Linked DNA regions of Mus musculus: all the other regions are linked to region 7. The links are chromatin contacts, called in public Hi-C, HiCAR-type, HiChIP or PLAC-seq and promoter capture Hi-C maps. All regions are on one chromosome and are shown on one strand. Each heading gives the region's core, a stretch centred on a gene start, on an enhancer-like site or on the middle of the called end of the contact. The rest is flanking DNA. Distances are from core to core; before and after follow the strand shown. Region 1 holds the start of Abhd10 (abhydrolase domain containing 10). Region 2 has its middle 450 kb from the start of Gm24651. Region 3 holds the start of Tagln3 (transgelin 3). Region 4 has its middle 490 kb from the start of Gm24651. Region 5 has its middle 240 kb from the start of Gm24651. Region 6 holds the start of Phldb2 (pleckstrin homology like domain, family B, member 2). Region 7 holds the start of Nectin3 (nectin cell adhesion molecule 3).

The links. Promoter capture Hi-C pulls out the DNA fragments that hold promoters and counts their contacts. A called contact is a pair of places that touch in the nucleus more often than the background predicts. HiCAR-type assays count read pairs that join an accessible place to other places. HiChIP or PLAC-seq counts read pairs in DNA pulled down with a chosen protein or histone mark.
Region 1: an HNF4G HiChIP or PLAC-seq map of pancreatic cancer cells shows a contact between it and region 7. The contact joins the promoter of Abhd10 here to the promoter of Nectin3 in region 7. A contact is called at or near these places in 3 of 39 promoter capture datasets (the 3T3-L1 cell line, cranial neural crest and pre-B cells), 7 of 484 Hi-C or Micro-C datasets (LSK cells, brain, embryonic stem cells and 4 more) and 3 of 115 datasets of contacts at active chromatin or transcription factors (astrocytes, embryonic forebrain and pancreatic cancer cells).
Region 2: a Hi-C map of cerebellar granule neurons shows a contact between it and region 7, with 2.2 times the contacts expected there. The contact joins the enhancer-like site here to the promoter of Nectin3 in region 7. A contact is called at or near these places in 9 of 39 promoter capture datasets (the 3T3-L1 cell line, 3T3-L1-derived adipocytes, embryonic stem cells and 4 more), 7 of 484 Hi-C or Micro-C datasets (the AML12 cell line, cerebellar granule neurons, embryonic fibroblasts and 2 more) and 4 of 115 datasets of contacts at active chromatin or transcription factors (embryonic forebrain, embryonic stem cells, kidney and 1 more).
Region 3: a HiCAR-type map of astrocytes shows a contact between it and region 7, with 2.1 times the contacts expected there. The contact joins the promoter of Tagln3 here to the promoter of Nectin3 in region 7. A contact is called at or near these places in 3 of 39 promoter capture datasets (the 3T3-L1 cell line and embryonic stem cells) and 1 of 115 datasets of contacts at active chromatin or transcription factors (astrocytes).
Region 4: a Hi-C map of cerebellum shows a contact between it and region 7, with 3 times the contacts expected there. The contact joins the enhancer-like site here to the promoter of Nectin3 in region 7. A contact is called at or near these places in 6 of 39 promoter capture datasets (the 3T3-L1 cell line, hippocampal neurons, liver and 1 more), 4 of 484 Hi-C or Micro-C datasets (cerebellar granule neurons, cerebellum, cerebral cortex and 1 more) and 4 of 115 datasets of contacts at active chromatin or transcription factors (embryonic hindbrain, forebrain, kidney and 1 more).
Region 5: a contact with region 7 is called in a promoter capture Hi-C map of hippocampal neurons, with 7 times the contacts expected there. The contact joins the enhancer-like site here to the promoter of Nectin3 in region 7. A contact is called at or near these places in 8 of 39 promoter capture datasets (the 3T3-L1 cell line, 3T3-L1-derived adipocytes, frontonasal cranial neural crest and 3 more), 1 of 484 Hi-C or Micro-C datasets (ventricular fibroblasts), 5 of 115 datasets of contacts at active chromatin or transcription factors (embryonic basal ganglia, embryonic forebrain, forebrain and 2 more) and 1 of 9 other capture datasets (pancreatic islet).
Region 6: a contact with region 7 is called in an H3K4me3 HiChIP or PLAC-seq map of stem cell-derived neural progenitor cells, with 4 times the contacts expected there. The contact joins the promoter of Phldb2 here to the promoter of Nectin3 in region 7. A contact is called at or near these places in 1 of 484 Hi-C or Micro-C datasets (Sertoli cells) and 1 of 115 datasets of contacts at active chromatin or transcription factors (stem cell-derived neural progenitor cells).

The regions. Positions count from the first base shown.
Region 1 is chr16:45,741,689-45,744,388 of GRCm38.p6, reverse strand. Abhd10 (abhydrolase domain containing 10) reads left to right here and starts at 1,434. Exons shown (of 5, transcript NM_172511.4): 1 at 1,434-1,612. The coding sequence starts at 1,498.
Region 2 is chr16:47,058,151-47,060,850 of GRCm38.p6, reverse strand. No RefSeq gene overlaps it. Among named protein-coding and RNA genes, the nearest start is that of Gm24651, 450 kb to the left of the region's middle. Within about 2 kb of position 1,385, at least 2 of the 459 cell types and tissues checked have an H3K27ac peak or open chromatin away from gene starts, as enhancers often do. A contact at or near this core is called in cerebellar granule neurons, where this site is marked.
Region 3 is chr16:45,723,144-45,725,843 of GRCm38.p6, reverse strand. Tagln3 (transgelin 3) reads left to right here and starts at 1,313. Exons shown (of 4, transcript NM_019754.3): 1 at 1,313-1,717. The coding sequence starts at 1,538.
Region 4 is chr16:47,016,373-47,019,072 of GRCm38.p6, reverse strand. No RefSeq gene overlaps it. Among named protein-coding and RNA genes, the nearest start is that of Gm24651, 490 kb to the left of the region's middle. Within about 2 kb of position 1,397, at least 3 of the 459 cell types and tissues checked have an H3K27ac peak or open chromatin away from gene starts, as enhancers often do. A contact at or near this core is called in cerebellar granule neurons and cerebellum, where this site is marked.
Region 5 is chr16:47,265,876-47,268,575 of GRCm38.p6, reverse strand. No RefSeq gene overlaps it. Among named protein-coding and RNA genes, the nearest start is that of Gm24651, 240 kb to the left of the region's middle. Within about 2 kb of position 1,310, at least 10 of the 459 cell types and tissues checked have an H3K27ac peak or open chromatin away from gene starts, as enhancers often do. A contact at or near this core is called in embryonic forebrain and hippocampal neurons, where this site is marked.
Region 6 is chr16:45,843,062-45,845,761 of GRCm38.p6, reverse strand. Phldb2 (pleckstrin homology like domain, family B, member 2) reads left to right here and starts at 1,384. Exons shown (of 18, transcript NM_153412.4): 1 at 1,384-1,554.
Region 7 is chr16:46,495,682-46,498,381 of GRCm38.p6, reverse strand. It overlaps Nectin3 (nectin cell adhesion molecule 3), which reads left to right and starts at 1,415. Exons shown (of 6, transcript NM_021495.4): 1 at 1,415-1,767. The coding sequence starts at 1,608.

The sequences.
Region 1 (2,700 bases), core at 185-2,684, 750 kb after region 7:
AACTGAGACAAATAAAGTGGTTTTACATAAAAACATATATTTTTTTCACAAAGTACAGAAATTTCAAGCAGAATAGACAAGATAAAGTCCTATACTTAGTGAGACTTGAGGCTGCCAAAATTATTTTGAAAGATGTCAGAATCCAGAGACCCTAGTATCACAATTAATTGAATTATTTTCTATTGCCATTGATTCACCCCCTTCCCTGCCATTCCCCCACCCCCTTGTTAAAAAACAACAACAACAACAACAACAACAACAACAACAAAACGGTGCTATTGAAGGTAACACAGAGCCTTATGAACTCCTGTTTGAAGGGACTCTAGCCACCTTGAGCATGGCAAACATGTCTCTGGAAGGCCTGGTCCTTCTCTCTCATTTCCTCTGCCTTGCTAGAAACTGTAGCCCCCAAGGTCTATTCCCTTATTTGGTCACTTCCTGCTAAACCTAGTCCAGAAATCAAAGTATTTAAGTCCAGCAATCAAAAGCCCCCTTGTGGCTGTCCTAACTAACCTGTCCAATTAAACACCTCATCCGTACATGGGGTTCACCCTTTAACCTTTATAAACAGCCATATTCCTATGAGCCATGTCTGTCTCCTGTCGATTCAGAGGCAGTCCTATGTGCCCCCTCCCCCAACAAAAAAACCCTTCCTCCTCTCTTCTTTCCTCCTTCTTCTCCCTCCTCCCCATTTCTAGTCTTTGTCTTTTGCTCTCTGCCCTTTGTGTCTCTGGGGCAAATCTCCTTTTTGTGCTGGGAATTTGGTCTTGGGATGTCTTGCGCCAATATTTAGAATAGTCATAAAGGGCATGATAGTTCAAAGCGTACTGAAAATTGTGTGTATTATAATAACATGGCCAGATTGCCTGACAAAAGACTTTAGATAGTTACCCATCAAGCAACCATATGTGAATGAGTGTTTTCAGTAATTTTGCCTGTGGCTGCTCCTTTGAATTTTCAGCAATCTGGTGAGTGGGAAAATGTTTGGGAGAGATCAAAGAATGTTGATGCGACTCCAATGATGTGACTTTAAGATTAAGGTCGCCTCTTGGAAACCTTTCCCCCATAGCTGAAATGGAGTCATAGGGAATGAATGGGTAAGGCAAGAAGCCTAGCAATTTTTGTCCCAGGTCTTTGGTTTCTCTGGATGATAACACGGTTTCCCATCTATGCACGCTCAATTTGACCCTGGCTCCTCTCCGACATTTCCGCAGCTTACTGCGAAAAATACCGGCCAAGGCCGCCCAATGTCACAAGCCAAATGCCCTTTGGGGGAGACAGAACAACCCAGTAGAGACAGCAGTACCCCAGACAGCACCTTTGCGCATGCGTCTCCGCGCCCGGGGGCGGGGGGGGGAGGAGGTGAACAAATCCCACGTGATGCTTGTAAGCAACCCCCACCCCCACCCCACCCCGCTCCCCGCGGACTGCGCGTGCGTGACCTCGGGACCGCGCGACCTGCGCGCGTCTGTAGCGGGCGCAGGGGCAGCTGGGAAGATGGCGGCCTGGGCCCCTTGTCGGAGGTGGGGCTGGGCGGCTGTGTCCTTCGGCCGGCACCCGGGCCTGAGCGCGTCACTAGCTCGGAAGCCCCCACGGGCATGGTGGCTCTCAGGTTAGTGTACGGAAGGTGGGGCACTGGGGCTCTTTGGAAGGCCCGGCGACCGTCCAGTGCCCGTCTGGAGCCGGCTTGGCGCGCCATTTAAAACTGCTCTGGCTGTCTCGGCACTGAACGCTGCTGGGCAAGGCTAGGGGAGTCTGCTTTTCTGCTGAGGCCCTGCGGCGTTCTTGGAAGTCCTTGTTAGCGGTTACACTGCGATTTAAGGAGTTCCTACGTCCTCTGAATCAAACGTCAAGAGCAGAAAGAAAAAAAATAAGATGTGCATTTAATGTGTTTGGTTATTAGCTGCTCCTAGAGCTTTTCATATGGATATATGTCAAGTGGTTAGCCTTGCCTGTCATGGACTTGAGGAAACAAAGTATGTATGTATATACATGTAAATGCTGTCTTTAGACCTAATATCTGATTGTTCTTGTTTAAAGAATTGGAGTTACTCTACAATGGAAGCTAAAATGTGGATCAGTAGTATTACATGCGTAGAATACATGATTTGTGTACATGTATAGTTATCCTTAAATAACATCCTTGGTGTCCTCTTCACATCTTGCCACACAGCTATTAGATAGCTACATAGTGCTTGGAATACTAATGCCATTATATAACAAGTTTAGTTTTTTCAAGTATGTAATCGGTTTAACTTAACACTGTACATACACACACACAAGTATGTCAGTTCGATAACAAGAGTAAAATATATTTTTAAATTTCTTTAACAGTATTCATTGACAATATATGCATCAGGCTTTCAGCTAATCTATATTATATAAAGATGATTTATAGATTGAAGGTTGGATCTGTTGTTTTATAGCTAACAAACATCACTTCAGAGTAACTGCCTGAAATGAAATTTATTTGTTGGGAGGTAATGTCTGAAAGGGGATAAAAGGATACTTTGAGTATATAATTAAAGAAATGGAAAATGAACATTAATATTGATACAATCTATTGACCAGTAAACTGATCCCCTGTAGCCTTGTTTTAAATCCAGTTTTAAACTTGGCACATTTTTCCAGAGACTAAAACCTTGAATCTGTTTGACACAAACAAGGGATAACTTTAAAGCATTTGATTCTTTGTGTGTG
Region 2 (2,700 bases), core at 136-2,635, 560 kb before region 7:
GTTGGGGAGCACTCTCATACAGGCAAAGGGGAGGGGAGGGGCATATGTGGGATGGGAGGTTGTTGGAGGTGTAACAGCGAAGTGGGATATAATGGGATGGGGGATTGGTTGAAGGAGTAACCAGGAAGTGGGAAATCATATGAGATGTAAACAAATGGAATGATTAATTTAAAAAAGGAAAAATACCAATGGTAGAAAGATACTCTATGTCTGATCTGGTGCTAAGAGGCAAGAAGTATCAAACTAAACTAGAAAGTTAATGTGACACTCAGAAATCTCAGGTATGGTTACAGCAGTTTTGACCAAAAAAAAAAAAAAAAAAAAAGGAAAAAGGAAAAAGGAAAAAAAAAGGAAAAAGGATAGACGAGCAGAAGAAAGAAGTAAGTAGTCAATGGTGTTAATGATGAAAATCTAGAGGCTTATCAAATTCCAGGGAGAGAAACATTTCTCACAGAGGGAGTAACTAACAGTATAAAGTTGAGGATTCAGGTAATGGCACATTAGATCTGACAGCAAGTGAGGGAAACTTACTGCGATTATAGCGACTAGCTAGTAAGCCACATCAGCCTTGTATATGAAGTGATAATGCCTTCAATTTGGTCTGAAGATAAATCAATGAATGGAAATTACAAGGTACTCAGAACAAAGCAAGCAAGAGGTGAAATTTTGGCAGCTATGTCAAGGAAAAATGGCTTTTCTTTTTCTCAAATCTGGCTTCTGGGAAAATGTGAGACATGAAGAAATACACTGAGTGTTTGGAAAAAAGAGACAGTTGAGAGAACATAAACACTTCCAAGCTACTGTCAACGCCTGTGCCACTCTCTGACGTCATAGACATTTCCTCTTTCCCTTTTTGTTTTAATCTCTTTATAAAAAAATTGTTGAAAAATTGTAATGTTCACAAACACAACAATATGAGAGAAGTATTGATTTAGGACAAAATCTTGATCTCAAGTTTGGCATCATATATTGGTTAACTTATCCAATGCACAGTTAATGAAGGCTTAGAATGTAAAAATGATAGGCCCACATATGTTCTCAGTTAAATCTTTGCTAATGTGAATTATCTAGAGAGCTATAGCTGAGAGCTATTTCACACATGCTTTTAGCATGCAAAATGGATCTTTATGAAAAAGAACTGGTGACTGAGTATAGATGACTTCTGATAGGCTTGCAAAATATTTCCTGGAAACTATATTTTAGTTTAATTCACATCATCTTTTCGTATTTGCTAATAAGACATCTCTTTGGCTGGGAATCCTTTCTGGCTCATCCAAGCACAGATCACCTGCTGGGCCACTGCGGACCCTGAGTGAGCTTGTCATTCTGTTCTCCTCAGCGGAATATGACATGTAAGACATGAGCTCAGCAGGCTAAGTGGTGAAGCCAGCATAGGGGGCGTTAAAGAATTTATAGCTATGCAAGCTGGAGAAGCTTCACCTCCCGAGGAGCTCTGTGACGCGCCAAAGTAAATATGCTCCTTCCCTACATTAATAATATTTCAGTGATTCTTCTTACCCCCCCAACTATGTTATGAGAAGGTAGGTGTCAAACGAACTGGATTTTATATTAGCTACATTTTGAAAGCACATGCAGCACAGTTTATTTGATTCAAAAGGTGTTACCCATAGATGAGACAGATTACCAGATCATAAGAACAGATAAACATCAATGCTTTCAAGCCTCAAAAAAACAGGTATCAAAATGCCAACTGTAGCATCCGTGTTTACTTAAATAAAGTATTCTTTCACGTAAATATATCGCTGATTTTAGAGCTATGCAAAAAAGCCTGTGAAATTCCATTCTGCACAATGTCTCAGATGACATGACTCACATTGGAGACGTGAAAAATTCCTAGAATCCAATGAACAAAACAAAGCAGGAATACTCGGGCAAGGGTCCAAAAACAAAAAAAAGAGGTTTATCTTTTATAAAGTTCATAAATGAGTATTCTATCAATTTCTACTAATTTTAATGTAAAATCCTTTTCTTTTGTACATAGCAGTTCAATGAAGTGAATTTGAAAAGATTATAATGCACTTTTATGGAAATTTAAGTTTAATCACAATCTCAGTTTTTATGGCCAAACTGAGACATTACAAATCATGAAAAAAAAAAGAATGAATGGATTTTTCTCATGTTTATAGCTGGTGTTAAGAAAACAGTAGAGACAGACCTCAGTTCATTTTCCTATTCATATTAAATATTCATCTATAAGATACATATATATATACATACATACAGTGGCAAACTGAAGTTAATGATAAGTTAAAGGGAAAAAAGTTAACCAGTTAAAATTTTAATACCTGAAATTGGGAGTCAGCATATAACAAGCCAATAAAGACACAGACTCAGCACCCAAAAAATTCTACCATTTTCCTTTATTAAAATCAATATATTCAAAATCCTTGCTAAGCACTACAGACCATCATGGTTCTGATCACTTAGGATACTTTGATGAAAAGAGGAGACAAGAAGCTCTGGGTGGTCAGACTGTAACATGTTTCTAGGATGAGGAGTACAACATAATGTCCAAACGCAAGGCAATTAAATACACTATATAATTATAAGGAAGTTATAGGAATTATGGAAAGATTCAAATTAACGAAGAGGCATATGAGTCAGAAGTGAAGAATGGGGCTGGAGAGATGGCTCAGTGGTTAAGAGCACAGATTGCTCTTCCAAAGGTCCTGAGTTCAA
Region 3 (2,700 bases), core at 64-2,563, 770 kb after region 7:
ATTCGAATTCCCTTGCATGGCAAATTAGTGTGAGGTTGGTAAGTGCCTAATAACTGGCTTTTTACTGCTGGCACTTGCCACCATCCTTGGGATATGGATTCTCATCAGGACCAGATTCAAACTTCCGCTGTGGCATCTCTGAAAGCAATGTGGCGAAGAAAGCCCAGGACCATACAATTATACAGTGTTTATCTTCTGTAGAGACTTGAATACAAATATCTTCAAGAATATAAATTATTGGGAAGTGTAACAAAAATAAAGAGCAATTCATTTTGGATACTTCATCTTTGTCACTTTTACTTATGTAACCCAGTAACTAAAGATGACAGAATTTACAAACTGACCCTTAAAATTACTGAAAACTCTAACCTCAAACCCTTGCAAAGCAGTGTTTTATTACCTGGAGCCAGTCTGACGTTCCAGTCTCAGTTTACTTGCTGATTCTAAGACTTTTTCACCTTTTAAAAAAATACTAATTTAAAATATTTATTTTATATTCATGAACGTTTTACTTGCATGAATATCTGTGCACTGAATGCAACCTACCAAAACTTTTAGGGTACGGAGAGACTTCTGTTTAATTAGAAAATTTGTCTTATATATTTTATTTTAAAGTAACATTTATAAGACTTATCCCTTGAATAGAGCCAAACCAAGCCCAGAGGTTTTCTACGGGTTGGAAGTTTCTGGATGGAACTGCCTTGACAGCTTAAGTAAACGGTTGCAGCTTCCAGTGTCACCCCCATCCCGACCCCATCCTGTCCTGTAACAACTGTCCCTTCAGTGCAAGGTTAAAGTGGTTTGGCTATTCCTGGCAGATGGGCACTTAGCAGAATGGACCCTCCCAGAGGCCCAAGTCCCCTCAGGCAGCTGTGTGGGGCCTCAGATACAATGCTGGGTTTCCCAGAGGAGAAGAAAGGATTGTGCGGCAGAGAAAGAAGCTCCCAGCGGGAGGCAGGCGGTCTGGCCTGTCTAGGAGAGGGCTGGTTTTGGGGCGCTCTTAGCAACAGCCCTGGTTTGACCCTCCTTAGCCGTGAGAAAATCAAATCCAGGGCGCCTTGCTTCCAATCTCCTGCACCATCCGCGGCGTAATGTTGAGACATCCTTTCTCCCGCCTGTTAATTACCTGCTCTGGGCATCTCTAGCAAAGTGCTGCTGAGAGCGGAAGCAAGCAACCATCGCCCACCACCCACCGTCTGTCTGGGGGCTTATGCTCACGAATGAGTCCCATGTACATCATCCGGTCTGCCTGACAGGCAGGACTGAGAAAGGGGGGTTCCAGCCCCCCGTGGGCTGGCCAGGGCTTTATTCTAGAGTCCAGAGCGGCGCGTGGCTGCGCTTTTCTTTCCCGTTTGTAGGTGAAACCCCATTGGCTTCATTGGCTCCTTGATTTTAAACCACGCCCGGCTTTCTGCCCGCTTTGCTGCTGCTGGGTTCGGCCTCCCTGCCACATCCCAGCCGGGTTCTCAGGAAACCCGGGGGCTCCTGTGGCTGCTATTGTGTGGATGCCGCGTGTGTCCTCTCTTCTCTTCCAGAGATGGCTAACAGGGGTCCGAGCTATGGCTTAAGCCGAGAGGTGCAGGAGAAGATTGAGCAGAAGTATGACGCGGATCTGGAGAACAAGCTGGTGGACTGGATCATCCTGCAGTGTGCTGAGGATATAGAGCACCCGCCCCCGGGCAGGGCCCATTTTCAGAAATGGTTGATGGACGGGACGGTAAGGCGGGCAAGGATATTGGTTGTTGGGGCGCTGGGCAGGGAAACCCTGCTAGGGCCTTTTCTTTCCATGTGAGGCCCGGGGAGATCCCCTGTTGCCAAGGTCTGGGTCTCACCGGGAGAGATGAGCATGCCTTTATTTCTCCAGGGCTGGCTGCAATTCTGAGGGCTCTCTGCACAATTTCCTAGCTAGTTTAGAGGATTCTCCACCTATATGAGACTCAAGCTTCCTTCTGAGCTGTAAGCAAAACTGGAGCCCTTTTGATGTTTCCATTCAGAGTAGGGCTAAGCGCTGCTGCTGTGTGATCTCCTTAGCCTTCTTGGGCTGTTCTTACCCCCAAGGGAACCAGCTGGTTACACGGTGAAACAAAGGAAGGGGGTCAGGCTAGCCAACTTGTCATCCTCCATGGAAGCTGTATCCCTTGGAGGTGCTCAGGATCTCTTGAGCAGATGAGTTCCCCTGAACAGGAAGGGAATCCTTATGTGATAAGTGCCTTTCTGTCCAGATACTGTGTGTTTGGGTTCCAGGAGGACAGCTGAGCTAAGTCAAAGAAGCCCATCTTTTCTGGCAAGCTGTGATTTACTGTTACATAACTGCTATCCCACCTATTTGTTGGGCATCGTAGGGCTTGGCTTCTAAGAGTCTCTGAGAAGACCCAATTCAGTTCTTTGACGCATCACAAACTTAGATAGGATGAGTTAGTGAAAACAGCAGATCCCAGAGAGCAGATCAGAATCCTCCCGGTTCCCCGTGAGCCTCCAATGCATCCTCCATTAAGAATGGGAGATCATGTCCTCATCATCCAGGATTTTCAAGGAGGGAACTAGGTTCTGGCTGCAAGATTGTGGTCAGCTATTGTCTGTGAATGGGCTCCCTGGGGGTCTTCTGTGGTGTGGGTGTGTGTCTGTGTGTGTGTGTGTGTGTGTGTGTGTGTGTGTGTGTGTGTAGATGCACCACTCACTTCTGACCTGTGACATTTATTG
Region 4 (2,700 bases), core at 148-2,647, 520 kb before region 7:
GGAAACATGAGTAAATGCATGGGATGATGCTGGAGTCTAAGTGTCACATGCCTTTGATCACCCCACAGGCCATTAAGGTCATTTCATATCATGAATAAAGCTCAGAAGAAAGCATATAAGAGAAAACATAACCAAATGAACCAAGGAACTTAGAAATGGTATATCTTGGCAGGGAGAAAGCAAGTCCAATTCTCTTTATTTAGAATTTTAAAATCAGGGGCAAAGTGGGAATCATTTTATAAGTTTTATATAGTAAATTTAGAAATTTTATTTCAATCTTAAATAAAAATGCCTAATATTGACTAGTAGTTGTTCACATGACCAGCAAATTATATGTAAAAACATGAAAATTATAATTTTTCTGATTATAATAACACACACATTGCAAATCAAATAATGGTTTTTGGACATTAATATTATCATGCCCTAGTTTTGATGAATCTTTATATTGCATGATATTCAAACATGGTCATATAGGTGGTTATATTTGATAGACAGTCTCGTAATCTATCATGTCTCTTGTTAGAGTGAGTGACATCCAACAATGCCAGTGAGACCCATGGCACCTTGAAGCACACATCCTATTGAACAGGACCACAGCACTTGCTAAGTTAGATGCACAGATGGCTTTACTAGGTTGTCTTTACTTGTATGCAAACTTGTTTATAATAAGTTTGTTACTATAATATAGTATTTAATTAGTTATCATAGAAAAGAACTAAAATAATGATAGAAACAAATATGGGGATTATAAGACTTAACTGAATCCGGGGATGGAGATTTAGCTCAGTGGTAGAGCACTTGCCTAGCAAGCACAAGGCCCTGGGTTCAGTACTCAGCTCTGGGAAAAAAAAAAAAGACAAAATAACAAGACTTAACTGATTTGCTAAGCAAAATTTAAATAACTGCTAGAGAATTAGGGGTGACTCAAATAATGAATAAGATTTAGGAAAGGGAGCCCATTTTTAAAATGATTTAGAAATTAAATCACTGCCCAATTCTCTTGAAAGACTTCTTTCACTTTAAATAATCACAAATGAGAAAAGAGGGAGGTGTGATAATGTGACTCACATAAAAAGGCAATTGTAAATTCAGTTACATAGTATACTTGTGCTAAAACAAAACTTTGTATAGTAACAAATATTTGTTCTTCAAAATGAAATGCATTTTCATCATTTTTATTACCTTCAATATTAATAGGCTATTTTGGTCAACAATCCAATAGATTATTTTTCTGTCTGCTTATATTGATTTTCTATTGGCACTTTGAATTACACAATTTTTCCCCATATCGTCAGTCAGGGTGGAAGTCTATGCTCGGGGTCTCACAGAGCTGAAATCCAGGAATCATGTGGGTTTGCCATCTGGGGCTCAGAGTCTCCTTCCGAGCTCACCAGTTGTTGGCAGGATCCATTTCCTAGCCATTTTAGGCTTGAGGGCCCATTTCCTGTTCACTGCTCTCTAGGGTCACTTTTGGTTCTTGGAGGCACCCCACAATTCTTTTCTCTGTGACCTTCAAAGGTTATTTGCTGTGTTGGCATTTGCTTTCTAGCAAATGAATCAGTCAGAGTCTTTCTGACTTTCTCTTCTAACCAGCTAGATGAAATGCTCTGCCTTTAAATAATTCATGTGATTAAATTGTGCCTGTCTGAGTAGCCTACATTTCTTTTGTCTCTTTAAAACAGCTTTATTGTATAATTGATATACAAAGAATTATGCATATTTTATATGCACAATTTGATGATTTTGAACTTCTGGGGAAAGCCCTATCTTGATTGTGGTACTGAATATCTCACTTTTCATAGGTATGCTCTAAATATTGCATAACCCACTCACTGCAGAGAAATTATTTTCACAGTACCTGGATATGCACAGAGCATTGGACCAATGCAGATATATGAATTCTGCCTACCATGTAACATAAAGAGCTATTTGATCTATGGGATATCTGTATGCCCCCAGTTGCACTACAGGAGTGAAACCCACATTCCCTGCTTTCACTCCTTTTTATCATCCCATCTTTCCTTCATGACAACATGAATGTCTTTAAGGCCATAGAGACTCAAGATAATAGCACAGTCAGGGTTAGCTCATTTCAAGGCAGAGAAGTTCAGATTTCTGTGAAAAAGAAAACACTGTGGGAGGAATTCTCTGTAGATATCAGTCAGACAGCCTCCTCATTTCTTTGTGACACCCACATCACTTTTCTTTGGGACAAGAATTTGTTAAAAAGGAAGAGAAGTCTATTTAGGGTATTATCAAATTGGGTTGGCTCTAAAAGATCAAAATCATGTTTCCTAAAATAATCACTTCTCTCCAAGAAAAAAATACTCTACAGTACAAATCTAGATAATAACAGTCATACTGTGGTATGGAATCATAGAATTGAAGAAACTGAGATGAACTTTGTGTTGAGAATAAAGCAGGGTTATAATCTGATATAATAGTAAGAGACTTTGTGGATGGCTACTGTCAGCGATATTAGATATAGATTCTTTCGTGTTGTATCCCTGTGTCTATCTGTGCTTTCCAGCTAGACAGAAGTCAGATGGCTTTCTCTTCCTTGTGAACCTTAGCATTGGGTAGGATATGAGCCTCTGCAGTCATTAACAGTCTTTATTTTCTCCTTTATCTTGAAAGAGAAACTAGTAAGAATGAAATGATAAAACTATGCTATAAAGGTATGTGTTGTGGATTTTC
Region 5 (2,700 bases), core at 61-2,560, 770 kb before region 7:
CATGCACCCAATGAAGAACATGATTAATTTTCAATATCATCATCATTTAAAACTAAACGATATTATCCCATGTGCGCACAGAAATGGGGGGGAACAGTAATATACTTCCTCTTTTGTAAGAATCACACCAGCAATCCTTATAACAGAGAGAGAGAGAGAGAGAGAGAGAGAGAGAGAGAGAGAGAGAGAGCGCTTCACAAGAGAAAAGCAAAGCCAATCTATCCAATTAAAGTTTTATATGACATGGAACTCAGAGAAGAGTCACAGAAAAATATTTTGGGGGACAGTTGTGTTGAAGTTTGTTTGCAGGGCAAAAATTGAGATCTAATGACAAAGAGGAAAGGTTAAGAAAGATCTCTTTAGTCATAATTTTCCTAACCTCCAAATATAATGTATTTCTCTGGGAAGATCTACCAATTTACTTTCTTATACATTTCTTTTCTTATTTATTTTGCTTCTTTTATTTGTTTAGATATTCCATTTTACAAGCATCTTGGATGAAAGGCAGGAGGTTAGAGAGTGACATCCAAGTTGGCACATTTGGGGAGTGTGTCCTAAGGCCTTTCATATCGATCTGATTTTAGGCTATATGTCAAGGTATCAAAGTCAAGCCTGCATGTTTCAGCCTCTTTGAAGTTCTCTCTCCTCTCTACCCTCTAACTCTTCTCAATAGAACTGAGCACTCCTACAAATAAACTGATTCTCTCTGCAGGCATTTTTAGTAGTCACTTTTGTGGTCAGAAGCAGTATGAGAGGGACTGTTATAATTTCTAACAGAATGACCCCATACCTGTCATGCTGATCCAAACTCTATGGAAGGAGTGTTTTCAGAAACTTGGAATATTCAGCACCTTGGGGACTAACTGAAGTGCTTGATCCAATGTGAGCTAGGGATAATTGAGGTTTGATGCTTGTCAGGTAACTTGATCCTTTACTTGTCAAATAATGTCAAAAAGGGTACATATGTGGAAAGGTGCCAGAAACTGTTATTGTTTCTAGTGCTACTGCTGTGCTATGAATATATAATCTACTTCCCACTCAAGAGCAGTGTAAGAATTAATGAGAACAAAATTCTTTTGTGAACTGGGTGCGACATCCTGAGCTTTGTCTGTACTAGAGAGATGGGCTGACACTAAATAACCCAAAGGCCCTGCAAACAGAGATCCCTGGGTATTAACACATGTAACGTAGTGCATCAATATTATGAGTGATTAAATGAACCATCACCTGAATGTAACAATAGCTAAAACAGGCAGAGCAGAAAATTGCACACAGCCTCTGAGCATGGGGCAGGGAAGAAGAGCACAGTGTAAGCCAGGCGGAGGTGGAACTAAATTAAGACTGTTTGGTTTGCAGGAGTTCCTGGCTCTCTTCCAGGGAAAGCTTCTCTTGCAATTAAAAATCAAGAGGTCATTAGCGCACTGCACTAACATTCAGTGCTATGTTGTTTATTAATCCATTTCGAAGACACATATAAGATGAAGAAGAACATCATCACATGTGGACAGTGGTCACCCAGCTAATAAACTCTGCTTTGTCTTCCCCTCACATTGAAAATCTCCAGCACCGAGGTGCTCTGTACTGAAGGAGACAGACAGTGAAGAACACATATATAGCAATAGACTGCTTCTGGTTGAGTTGCAATAGCTTTAATGGGGACTATTGTGTGACCCTAGGCTAATACCACACATTGTTCATCTGAGTATTCATTGGAAGAAAGGAAAGCGTGAGAACCAAACAGCTCACACTTTAATACTGAGCACTTCAGCCTGATCAGAAGCGGGTCCTAATGATCCCTAGTGGGGTAGGGGGAGAAATAATATTTTTGTTTATTGTTATAATAATAAAGCACTCCTGAAAGAATCATATCTCACCACATGTTCTTTCCGGCTCCCCGGTCACTCTGCTGCTCCTACAGACTCCTGTGATTTTAGTTCTCTTGGATTTGTATCCTTTAGGTGTCCCCTTCCTCTATGTCTGCTGTTGTATAGAGGCCTACTGTATGGTGGTTACTGCTGCAGCATCACTGAAAATAATTGGAATAGCACTGTTACAAAAACAAAATGTGTGGTTTAACAACCACCCTTTCTCAGTTTTCTGCCTGATTAATGACACAAACACCATGTTTATAATTTAGCGAATCCTTTACAAAAAAAAGAAAGAAAGAAAAAAGCAAAACAAAACAAACAAAAAAAACCCACAAGAAAAAATGGTAAAACTACAGTTTTGTTGCTGCTGTTGCTTGTAAGAAAGTAGCTTTTTAGAAAGAAACATGTATGGTCATTCCTTCAGTCTCTACTCCACACTTTGTCCTGTAACTCCTTCCATGGTTCCATCCCATATACAATCACCAAACCCAGACGCTATTGTGGATGCCAACAAGTGCCTGCTGACAGGACTCTGATATAGCTGTCTCCTCTGCCAGTGTCTGTCAAATACAGAGGTGGATGCTCACAGCCATCCACTGGACTGAGCACAGGGTCCCCAATGGAGGAGCTAGAGAAAGGACCCAAGGATCTGAAGGGGTTTGCAGCCCCATAGGAGGAACGTCAGTATGAACCAACCCGTATCCCCAGATCTCCCAGGGACTAAATCACCAACCAAAGAATACACATGGTGGGATTCATGACTCTAACTCCATATGTAGCTAGTTGGTCATCAATGGGAAGAGAGGCCCTTGGTCCTGTAAAGGCTCTAAGC
Region 6 (2,700 bases), core at 135-2,634, 650 kb after region 7:
TTAGAAGTCAAAATTTCGGGGCTGGAGAGGTTGTTTGGCAGCAAAGAGCTGTCTAGCTTTTGAAGAGGATCTGAGTTTGGCTGTCAAAACCCTTGTGGAGTGGCTCATGGCCATTTCTGCTTTCCCTTCCTACTTGGATTCACGTGCACACACATGCACCAAAGCACACGCAGGAATAAATAGTAAACATTATTTAATCTTAAAAGTCATACTTTTGCTCAATAAAACATTTTAAATATGCATTTTATTAGTGCGTGTTCTCACAGCTAAAGGCATTGTGTATAGATGAAGCATAGGTTTATTAACTACTGGAAGTACCTACACTAGTACCCCTGTTGCTATTGCTACAGCCTTGAAGACATCCTTGGTGGTAGCTAAAACAATTTGCTAGGGCCATATTGTTATTAAAGAGCTTGCCGGTCCTGGACCTTGCGAGTTCCTCCAAGGTTCTTGTCTTTCTTTGACTTAACCCCACTGGGGCAGAACTTTACAAACATCCACATTTGCATGCGTCAAGACAGACTAGCTGCTCAGGGAAGCAAGGCTGAAAGGCGTTCACGTTAATATTGCTTCCACTGGTTATGTTAAATGTGTTGGAAAATGCAGAACCCTTTATGAGACATCCCTCCAAGGCAATCAGTATCACGGAGTTTTAAATCTGCTTGATTCCAGCCCTGACCCCAGGCGGTTCCATTGCCATTTGGCACAGCTGCTTTTCTGACGCATCAGGTAAACCTGCCCTGGGGAGAGCAGTCTATGGTGAAGTCACCTGGAGTTTCACAGAGCAGAAACTTCGTCCTGGGGAGGAAATCGCACTCCAGGACGTGTTGTGTTCTCTCGTCCCATTTCCACCTTATTTAAAAAAAAAAAAGAAAAGAAAAGAAAAGAAAAGAAAAGAAAAGAAAGCCAACAACAAAGGTTTCTAGCACATAGCTGCGAACGTAGCTTTGAGAAAGTGGAGCCTAGAGATGTGACGAGTGGCCAGGCCACTCCAAACGCAGTAAAAGCAGCAGCAGCTTAGCTCCCTAAGAACCTAGGCTCCAGGACTTCCTAGCTGGGAACTCCAAGGATCCGCTGCGGTGCCTCGAAACTCGGGTCGGGACCAGGAGGGAGCTTCGAGGAGTCCACCACCGCGGGCCGAGGGGCTCTGCTGAGTGTGACACAGAGCACCCAGGGTGCCTGCCTTCTGTGGCCGCCTGCATTCGGCCACCTTATCGCCCCAGGTGAGTAGTGGGCTACAGAGGGCCTGGAGGAGCCGGCCCGCATTGCCTTTGCGCACCCTGGTGGCTCCTTGGGGACACAGCCTCCCCCTCAGCCGACTTGGTAGCCGCCCGTCTCTCTGCGGAGGTCGGGGGCGGAGAGGAGGCGGTGGCCGCCCCCACCGGGAGGGGCGCCCGGAGTGCGCGGTGTGCGGCGGCAGGGTCTGGCTGCAGCCTGCGGCAGCGGCGGGGACCGGACTAGGACACAGGGAGAGAGGGAGGGCGGAGGCAAGGGACAGGCCCAAGGGCAGCGGGACCCGAGGAGAGAGTTGCAGTTCCAGAGAAAGATGAGCTGGTGAGTGGGCGCCCTGAGCGCAGATTTTCTTTGCTTCCCTTGCAGGCTGTAGAGACAAAAGCCCGGGCAGGGGTCCGCAAAGCCTAAACCTTACAGTCCTAGAGTGCTCTGTCCTCCATTGTGCACGGCGATGCGGGGTGGAGGCATTGTGGGGAAGGGGTGTCCAGTAGGGGTGAGGTTTTCGTGAGTGATTGGGTCGAAAAGGCAGGATTTAATTAAGGGTCCCGAAGGCAACTTTTGCGGAAAGTCTGGATTGCTTAGACAGAGATCTGGATTCCGGGGATAAGAAGATCCACAGCTGGATCTTGAGGAGTACGGGACTCAGATAGGACCTTTCTGAAATCGGCTTCTAGTTGTACTTTGTTTCTAGAATGAGGCTGCACGGCGAGCCTCCGGACCGAGATTCTTTCCAGGAGCTCCTGACTGTGATTCAGTTATGGTTTCCCTATCATCCCACACTGAGGGCGTGATGGTCTCTTTCTCTGTGGTGATAGCAGCTGCAACTCTGGGTAGCATTTCGACCCTCTGCTTCAGCCGCTCAGAGAGCCTGCTGAACTCTGGCTTGGTGCGCTCAGTAACTTCACCCTTGCCAGCAGCACTGGAAGCGGGGAGGACTTAGCTAACTCCCGCCACCGGCAGGAAATTAAAAGGCTGACGGGCTGTCCCTTCCCGGATTGGGGTTTCCTGTTTAAAAGAGCTTTATAAGTCCAACCTCCTTCCAGAGGCTCCTCTTTTACCTTTCTCACTTCAAAGAGGGAAGATTCCCACAGTCTTTTATGTGGACTAGCCAAGACTGGAAATCCTTTCGTCCGGCCCAGCCCTCTTCCCTAGAAGTCTTCCTTTTGTGGTATCTCAAGTGTTCTAGGATACACAGCTAGTCTCCTAGCCAGTCAGAGCTGTGAGGGTAAGTCTAGTAGAGACATAAAATGTGGAGTCCGTTAGTGTAAATATTCACACGTTTCCCCCTCCAGTGTATGAACATGTAAATTACAGATGTAAATGTTCAACTCTGACGCTTGTAACAAAGCTTCTAACTTGGGCTTCACTTGTGTGTTTGAGATTATTTTTCCTCTGGGCTTCAAACGACTGAATTTAGATGGAAGGTTCCAAATATGGTTCACAGTTTCATAGGGTTAAACGTTTGCC
Region 7 (2,700 bases), core at 166-2,665:
ACATCATAAATCAGTGTGTTAAGCCGAGGAGATCCCAGTGACTCAGTCTGGAGCACGACGTTGTCGTGGGCACCAGGCAAGCTTTACTTTAGTGGCCACAGGCTGCTCTCTGGGTGGCTGTTATTCTTATTGGAGCACATCTTTAGCTATCTGGTGGGGATGGTAGGACAACATAAAATTAATGGTGTCCGGCCTCCGGACGGTGTCCTCCGCTTCCACCGCCTCCGCAGATAGCCCAAACTGTTCATCCATCTCCTTCCCCCTACGGTAACTGGGGCTTCAAGGTCAAGTCACTCCGGCTGTGCGTGGCGGATAGAGGAGGAGGGAAGGGCAGACAAGCTTTGGGGGTTTGAGGGAGGGTTATGGTGAATCACAGATGCTCCTCTTAAGGGTAAATGTTTAATACTTCCCGAGGTCACTTTTCTGAGAATAACTCAAAGAGAGACACGCGAGAAAATAAAATTACAAGTGCGAACATGCGAACGATCAAAGAGAAAACAAGACCACACTCGAAGACCTCGCATGGGAGATCCATGGCCTCCTGTTGCCGGTCGCCCGGCGCAGAAAGTGGACAAACGGGCAGCCCAAGAGAAGCAAGAGCTAGAGAGCAAACCTTTCGGAGGGCCCCCTCCTGTCCTCCGGCAGCTCCGCTGACCCTTCCAACAAGCCTCCCTCCCGGTGTAAAAAGCAGGCTAAACGCCTGGGCCAACACCGGTCCCGGACAGAGGAGAACCGGGATGCTCCTGGGGAGGAGGGAGGAGTGGAGAATCTCCTTTCAGTCCCTACGCCTGGGTGAGGAGGGAGAAGGCTGGTCCAGCCCCGCGGTATCCAGCTTCCCAAATTAGGCAACCCCCCGCTCCGACCCGCGGAGAGCCGGTACCCTCATCTTGCCTTCCCCTCACCCCCCTGGTTATCCCTGGTCCCGCTAGGGGAACCTCGCCACTCTGGAGGAGAAAAAGGCAGGACTAGGAGTCCCGCAGCCCTCCGCCTCGGAGCGCCTCTGTGTGCCCCGGCGGCCCCAGCCCCGCGAGGGGCGGAGTGGGCGAGACCATCTCCAGCGCTGGCGAGGGGGGGAGACGAGGCGGGGCCAAGGGGCGGGGCCGCCTTGCCTGGTCCAGATTGCTTAGCCTCGGGAGAAGCCCGGTTTTCCAAGTGGATGAAGTTTTTTTTTTTTTTCTTTTGGAAGTGGGAGGAGCGTGTGGGGAGAGAGGGTGGGAGGAGACTCGGCGGGCGGCTCGGCCGGCGTCCAGGCAGCCCGGCGGCAGGGAGGGCGGGCTCGTCCCGGTAGTGAGGGTCGGCGGCTCCCCCTCCCGCAGGGCGGGGTGGTGCGTTCCGAGTTCCCAGGAGTTCGCGGCGGGCGGGGACCGCGGGGAGGGGAGTGGCGGCGGCGGGCGGCTCCCGCTTCAGCCTCGGCAGTGGCATCGGCGACGGCGGAGTCGAGGCAGCCGCGAGCGCTCGGCCGAGTGGCGGCGGGCGGCGACGGCGCAGGAGCCGGGGGTTGAGGACACGCGCGCTGGCCCTTCCGCGCCGCGGCCGCCGCCGCCGCCGCCACCCAGAGCCTGAGGCGCCGGGGCGCGGGCGAGCGGGTGGGCCGGGGCAAGGCGGGCATGGCGCGGACCCCGGGCCCGGCCCCGTTGTGTCCTGGAGGCGGCAAAGCACAACTTTCCTCGGCGTTTCCTCCCGCGGCCGGACTGCTGCTGCCGGCCCCGACGCCGCCGCCGCTGCTGCTGCTGCTTATTCCCCTGCTTCTCTTCTCCCGGCTCTGTGGTAGGTGAAGCGGGCGAGCGAGGGGTTGAGCAGGGCGGGCGCGGGCGGCGAGGCTAGCCGAGGCGGTTGTGCCGGGCGGTTGGCTGCGCGAGCGGCCGCCGCGGACTTTGCCTGGAAACTTTTCGCCGCGCCCCGGGCGAGGCCCGGGAAGGGCAGGGAGAGCGAACAGGGCGCCGACCGCTGGCTTCCCGCCCCCCGAGGCCGCGCGGGTCGTCGCGCTGGGCCCCCAGGGCTGGCGGTGGAGCTCGGTGCGCGGAGCCCCGCGTGCCCCGGGAACCGTTACTTCCGAGCTGATGCGCCGAAGCGGAGAGCGCGGACTTCTAGGCTGAGGTTAGGATGCCTGAGTGCATGTTGCCGCCTCCTCCTTTCTCTCCGATGAAACTTGAGCTGCAAGTCCGGAAACCCTGTGGACACTAGCCCAGCGCACTGTAGCCTTCGGGTCCACGCCTCCTGGCCTCCGGGAGAAGGCACCATCTTAAAAACCCACTCTGCGCCTGCATCCCCCTTCCAGCACGATTTGTGCCCTGGTAACCTTTGGATCTTTGGGTTGATCCCAGATGGTACCCTCACGCCGCCTTCCAGTTTTTGGACGTCCTTCACGCAGCCCCTGGTTATTTTAGAAGAAAACCTTGTTCTCGGGGACGCAAGATTTACCTTTTGAATACATATTGCACCTACTGTTCCCTGGCTGTTAAAACAAGTAGCCCCGGGTTTCTCCAGTGTGCCTCTTTTATTCCAGATTTAGGAGCTAATCTCTTTGTAAGTTCCGTTCCCGGAATCTGAGACTAGTTTTAGAGACCTACTTTTTTTTTTTAAGGAAGATGAAAATGAAATGATATATTTACTTTTCATGCTAGAGAAGTGGACGTGGTAATCAGTGGACAGCATTGATTTGGTGAAATAAAGCTACCAGTCAGTCTTAGGCTATTGAAT